Linked DNA regions of Sus scrofa: region 1 is linked to region 2. Evidence: chromatin contacts called from public HiChIP or PLAC-seq data. All regions are on one chromosome and are shown on one strand. Each heading gives the region's core, a stretch centred on a gene start, on an enhancer-like site or on the middle of the called end of the contact. The rest is flanking DNA. Distances are from core to core; before and after follow the strand shown.

Region 1 (2,700 bases), core at 126-2,625, 1.0 Mb after region 2:
TGTGTTGTGTTTGATATAATTTTATAAGTAGGGACTTCAGAGAGAAGAATTATCTCATTTTCCATATTTGGAATACTTCCATATTTGTATCGAAAGAAAATTTGCTCTTCCTTCCAATATCCCCAGTGTCAAATTAATGTGCACCTTGGATTTATTTTGTTCCCATTGTATAAACTCATACTTGACTTCAAAGAAAAGGAAGATACAAAGTCTCTCTTTTCTAAGGGGCTGAAATCCTTTGTGTCAACTGGTTGACCCCTGCTCTGTAAGGTCCCATTGGAAATCTTTTGTAACACAATGCAGGGGACTCTTCCAAGTGCTGATGTTGTTTACATAGTTGGGTGGGCCTGGCTGAAAACAAAAATCACATAAACTCGTGAAAGAGTATGGTCCCATTTCCTGACCACAAGGAAGATGTTTGATACATTCAAGGAATCTCTGTTATTCAGGGAAAAAAAATTAAATATTCTACCATAGGGGACACTTAGAAAGACTGAAGGGAGAAAAAGAGCAGAGAAAGCAGAATCTAGACTCCTGTAGGTTTGTGGTAAAGAAAGAGAATCTGTTTGAATCCTACAAGGGATTTGCTTCGGGGAATTTCCTGTCCAGCCCTTTATTCCCAGGGTCTTTGTAGATTGCTCAGTGACGTTGGGCTCCCCATTGGGCAGCTCCTGGCGAAGGCAGTGGGGGATTCCTACACTTTCCCTCTACGTCTCAGAAGGATCTCGTTTTCTAAGTGTCTCTTTCAGATTGGCAGAAGCCAGAAGACTGACACTTCCCTGAGATGGGACAGGCAGGCTCGGTGGCCGAATAGGCACTCTGTAACCAAGTTCTTCGCTGATTTTACAGAGTTTCGTTTGCTCCCAAGAAGAGCTGATGGTACTCAATTGTCTAGTGCTGGCTTGCCCCACCAGAGCCCAGGGGCTCCTTTCCCCTAACCCAGAACTAGCAGCACGGGGGGCGGGGAAATGGGGGTGGGGAGGGGTGGAAGGCAGTGGTTTCCTGGCGCACAGCACGATGTTACTTAGTAAGTCGCTGAATGGGGAGTGCTGCTGTCCCCAAGCCGATTGGTACTTCTTGTCAGGAAGAAACGCAGAGAGGTGGGAGTGCCTGGGGAGGGAGGCAGGCGGTCCCTACTGCAGGCGCGGGGAGCTGCCTTTCCGCCCCTCTGCCTGCTCTCCAAGCCTGGGCTTTTAGGAGTGGCTGAAGCTGCGGAGCGCTTCAGGAGCCGGTGAATGAACCCTCCTCCTCCTTCCTCCTCCTCCTCCTCGCTGAGTCTCCTCCTCGGTGCTGACGGTACAGTGATATAATGATGATGGGTGTCACAACCCGCATTTGAACTTGCAGGCGAGCTGCCCCGAGCCTTTCTGGGAAAGAACTCCAGGCGAGCGGGCGCAACAGCCGTGAACATTAGGTGCTGTGGACAGGAGCAGGGACCGGGATCTGCGGTCAGCCCCGCATCCTCCAGCACCATCCCGCACCCTCCGCACCCTTCCCCGGGCCACCGCGCTTCCTATGTGACCCGCCCCAGCAACGCCGAGCCCATTCGTGCAGCGCTGAGGTGAATTTTCCCCCCAAACTGCCATAAGCCGCCTTTCAAGGTAATCACGTTTCTTTTGTTCCCCCTTTAAAAAGAGAGAGGGAGGGAGAGAGAGAGAGAAACTTAAAGAACAAAAAATCGAGTTTAGAAAAAAGAAGTACATTGTAATTGGTAGAAGGCTTTAATTAAGGCAAAGAGAACTAGCTCTGCAGAGAAGTTAAGAAAATATATGCACTTTAAAAAATGCAGGTAACTTTTAAAAGGACGTTTGGAGAGAGGAATAAGGAATACAGGAGGGACCTTCGTGCTGAAAAAGATCCAGACAAAAGAAGCCCGGGGTGGGGTGGGGGTAGAAGGACTAATGGAATTGGGGGAAGGGAGGGAAGGGAATGCAGAGAACCCCTAGAAACGTCGTGGGGTCTCGAGAGGAGGGAGGGACCCGTGGCACCTTGATCTTTTATTTGTTGTTGTTAATCTGCTTGAGGCAAAAGTTTGAATGGGGACTCCCGAGACTTTCCACGTACAAGTCTCCGAGGCCACCTGGTTCCCGGCCCCTGGTGTGTGGTCAGTGCCCGGCGTTCCTGGAAAGCTGCTCCTGGGCAGCTCCTGACAGGGCGATGCAGGACCTGCGCGGACGTGACCCCTTCAGCCCGCAGGCGATCTGGGAGGAGGTCTGGTCGAGGGAGGTGCAGGGTCCCCGGTCCGTATCTCTTTGGCGACTTTGGGGCTGTCAAGGCTCTGTCTCGTGCCCCCTAGGTTCTTTTGTCCAGCGCGCGGTGCGCCAGAGCCGTCCAGGAGGGAGCAGGGAATGGGGGGTGGGGTTGTTGGAGCGCCGCGGAGGTCTGTTAAGGCGCCAGGGCGGGAAAAGCTTACCCCTTACCAACAGGGATGTGCAAGAATTTTATCTCATCCTGAAGAGCGAGGTGAAGGCTTTAGCTCCCCTCTCAACGAGCAAACCAGTGCTCAGAGCGCTCTTCAGACAAAGGTGGCGCGGGGACCCGAATATGGGGCCTCTAGGACCAGTCCTCTCGCCCGGACTATAACACTCCTCGTATTCCTTCCATTTTCCCACCCCCTCACAGCTCTTAGCCCTAGTTGAGCAACTTTACAGGCGGGTCTTGCGGCTGCGGAGAGCGAGTGCGGGTAGCTCCGGGGGACGC
Region 2 (2,700 bases), core at 186-2,685:
ATTTCCACCAAGCTTTTCTCAGTCTTAGTTTAATGAGACCAATGGGAGAAACTTCTGGCCTCTTTATAGCTGTAAAATATGAAGGAAGAACTAGAGCTATAAAGCCTGGATTCAGATCCTCACTGCCACTAAACTTGAGACACCCACAAAATTACAATTGCCATTTTATAAAATCAAAAAACAATTGAGTACTGGTAAATAGATGCAGCATACTCTACATTTGTTTTCTCAAGAGCAAAGACGTGATTGACTGCAAAGATGAAATAGTTGATGGGTGCGACTTTCTTAGAACAGTTTCCACACATATACGCTCTTTTAATGTCCATTATTTCATTACTGTTACTTTTTCCACTCCAATGCCACAATTCCTTCGAAACAATGTTAAAGTTTGGAAACCTCTGGAGGTTATTTAACTTTCCAACAACTGCGGCTACATAAAGACCAAGGGTTTACAGCCAACCTTAAGGGCATTTTTCTCGAGTTACCCTACTCAAATCCTGAAGGACGCAACAATGTACTTACACTTTTTCAAGCACAATTCCCTTGGCATGAGAAGCGCCTCCGAAAGGGTTGGCCTTCAGGGCTGTGCCCAAATGGGCTTTCTTGTACTGTTTATCGTGCCACTTCTGGTCCCGTCGGTGGCTACGGAGCTTCCTGGCAGTACGAAGACCGCGACACTTGCCTAAAAATCGAAATCACCTTAGTTCTGCACAATATACACCTAATCACATTTTACATCTTTTCAGATCCTAGTCTCACCTTGACTACAGACCGATAGACTCTGACATCACGCTCATGGCCCGAGCCTCAAGGTCCCCCTTGGACCAGGGACACAAGCGCTCCAACGGCTCTGCTTTCCCCAAAGAATGAGAACCCTCGGCAATTCTCAGGGGAAGCGGCGGCGGGCCCCCTGCGTCCCTCAGCGATTCTGGCTCCGCGGCCTCCGCGCCGCATGGGCCCGTTCCCGCCGGGCCATGTGCCAGCGGCAGTCGCGCTACCCCGGCTCTCATCATCGGTCGTCCCCGTGGCTCTCCCTCACCCCTCTGCTCCTATCTGCCCACTTGTCCTCCCGAAACCCTAAGTTCCACGTGCGGCCGCCCTCAGCACAGCCCCCGACAGCTCACCCATCCTGCCGGCGCCACGGGCCTGAGCAAAAGAGAGAAGTAAGACAGGAAGGAACCACAAACCCCCGCGATCAAGCCCCGCCCATCCGAGGACCCTGCGGCTGTCTGCGCAGAGCCTGGTCCGGTAGCCGCCTCTCGGTAGAAATCTACAAGCCTGCACCACTTTCCAGAATCTGCGTCTTATTTAATTTGTGTGCAATTCAGATGTATCCAATTTTCACCGTGGTTTATTTCTTTTTAACGAGAATGCGGCGGGCAGAAGGGACGAGGACTACCAATCCCAGAAGCCTTTGCCCAAGCCCTTCCCACAGCGCAGGCGCTCTGGGCAAACCCCCCCGCTGCAGGTTCAGTGGAGCTGAAGTCGGAAGAAGAAATCTTGCTCCTGTGTGTACGTGTGGTGGAGTGGGGCATTGTGTTTATGTTGTGTAAAATTAGACTTCGGAGCCTTAACTGCTACTGACAAGAAACACAGTACATTGAAAAAAACTTTAGTAAAGCAACATGCCGTACTGTATATAGACCCACGCTTTAATGCGAGATCGCGCCTTAAATTCCAAAGCTGCTACTTTGACTGTGCGACCTTGGGTGATTCATTTAATTCTTTAAACCCCAGTTTCTCCTGGAAAATTAAATAGATAAGTTTTCTGGGATGTTAGTTCATTTCATAATTACTTTTTAAAAATGTCTTCCCTGTTCTGGGCTCTGTTCTAGGCACTAGGGCTGCAACAGGGGATACAATTTTCGAGAGTGAAGGTTTCTGTTTTTATAAAAATCTATATTTTAGGTACGAGAAAGTAGAAAATAAAAGTATTTAAACGTCAAAAGATAATTTTAAGTATGACAAGCTCCTGAGAAAACACAGTTGGTTTGGTGTTAGTGACTTGGAGTGGGGGGTGGCTACTCTGGATAGGGTGGCGTTAGGAAGTATTTTGCTGTAGAGCGCTGAGATCTGTATTTAGTCACTTAATGATGGAACATGATGGCGGATAATGTGAGAAAAAGAATGTATATATGTGTGACTGGGTCACTTTGCTGTAGAGTAGAAAATTGACCGAACATTGTAATCCAGCTATAATGGAAAAAATACAAATATTTTTTTTTAAAAAGAAGGTGTCTCTGGAGAGTTTATATTTGAGCTGAGATCCTAAAGAGAGGGAGCCATTCAGACAAGCATATGGGTAAAGCCTTCCAAGAAGAGGTGTTCTCATAAGTAGCATGGGCTGAACTGAAGGATAGGGGTGGAGGAGCTGCATGAGGAGTAGTGTGGCATTAGATGAGGTCTGAGGGGTGCCTAGAGACATGGAGCCTGTAGACCATGGTAAACCATGTAGACCATGACTTTGTTTACTCATCCTGTGATTTTGAAAAGTTTGAAAACTTTGGAAAGTTTTCAGCTGGGGAGTAACAAGATAGGATTTATATTTTTCTAGGCTCACTCTGGCTTTTGTGAGGAGGAAAAAACGAAGAGATGAATCTTTGAGTCCAGTTGGGAGGGTGTTTTGATAGTTCACTTGAGAGGTGATGATGGCTTGGACTCAGTCCAAGGTGGTAAGAAATGTTGAATTGGATGTAGTTT

Evidence for each region. HiChIP or PLAC-seq counts read pairs in DNA pulled down with a chosen protein or histone mark.
Region 1: a contact with region 2 is called in an H3K27ac HiChIP or PLAC-seq map of alveolar macrophages. The contact joins the promoter of VCAN here to the promoter of ATP6AP1L in region 2. A contact is called at or near these places in 1 of 5 promoter capture datasets (fetal skeletal muscle) and 1 of 2 datasets of contacts at active chromatin or transcription factors (alveolar macrophages).

Annotation. Positions count from the first base shown.
Region 1 is chr2:91,698,408-91,701,107 of Sscrofa11.1, forward strand. VCAN (versican) reads left to right here and starts at 1,376. Exons shown (of 15, transcript NM_001206429.1): 1 at 1,376-1,601.
Region 2 is chr2:90,679,547-90,682,246 of Sscrofa11.1, forward strand. ATP6AP1L (V-type proton ATPase subunit S1-like protein) reads left to right here and starts at 1,436. Exons shown (of 11, transcript XR_002341797.1): 1 at 1,436-1,508. RPS23 (ribosomal protein S23) reads right to left here and starts at 1,135. Exons shown (of 4, transcript NM_213764.1): 1 at 1,125-1,135; 2 at 523-682. The coding sequence starts at 1,128.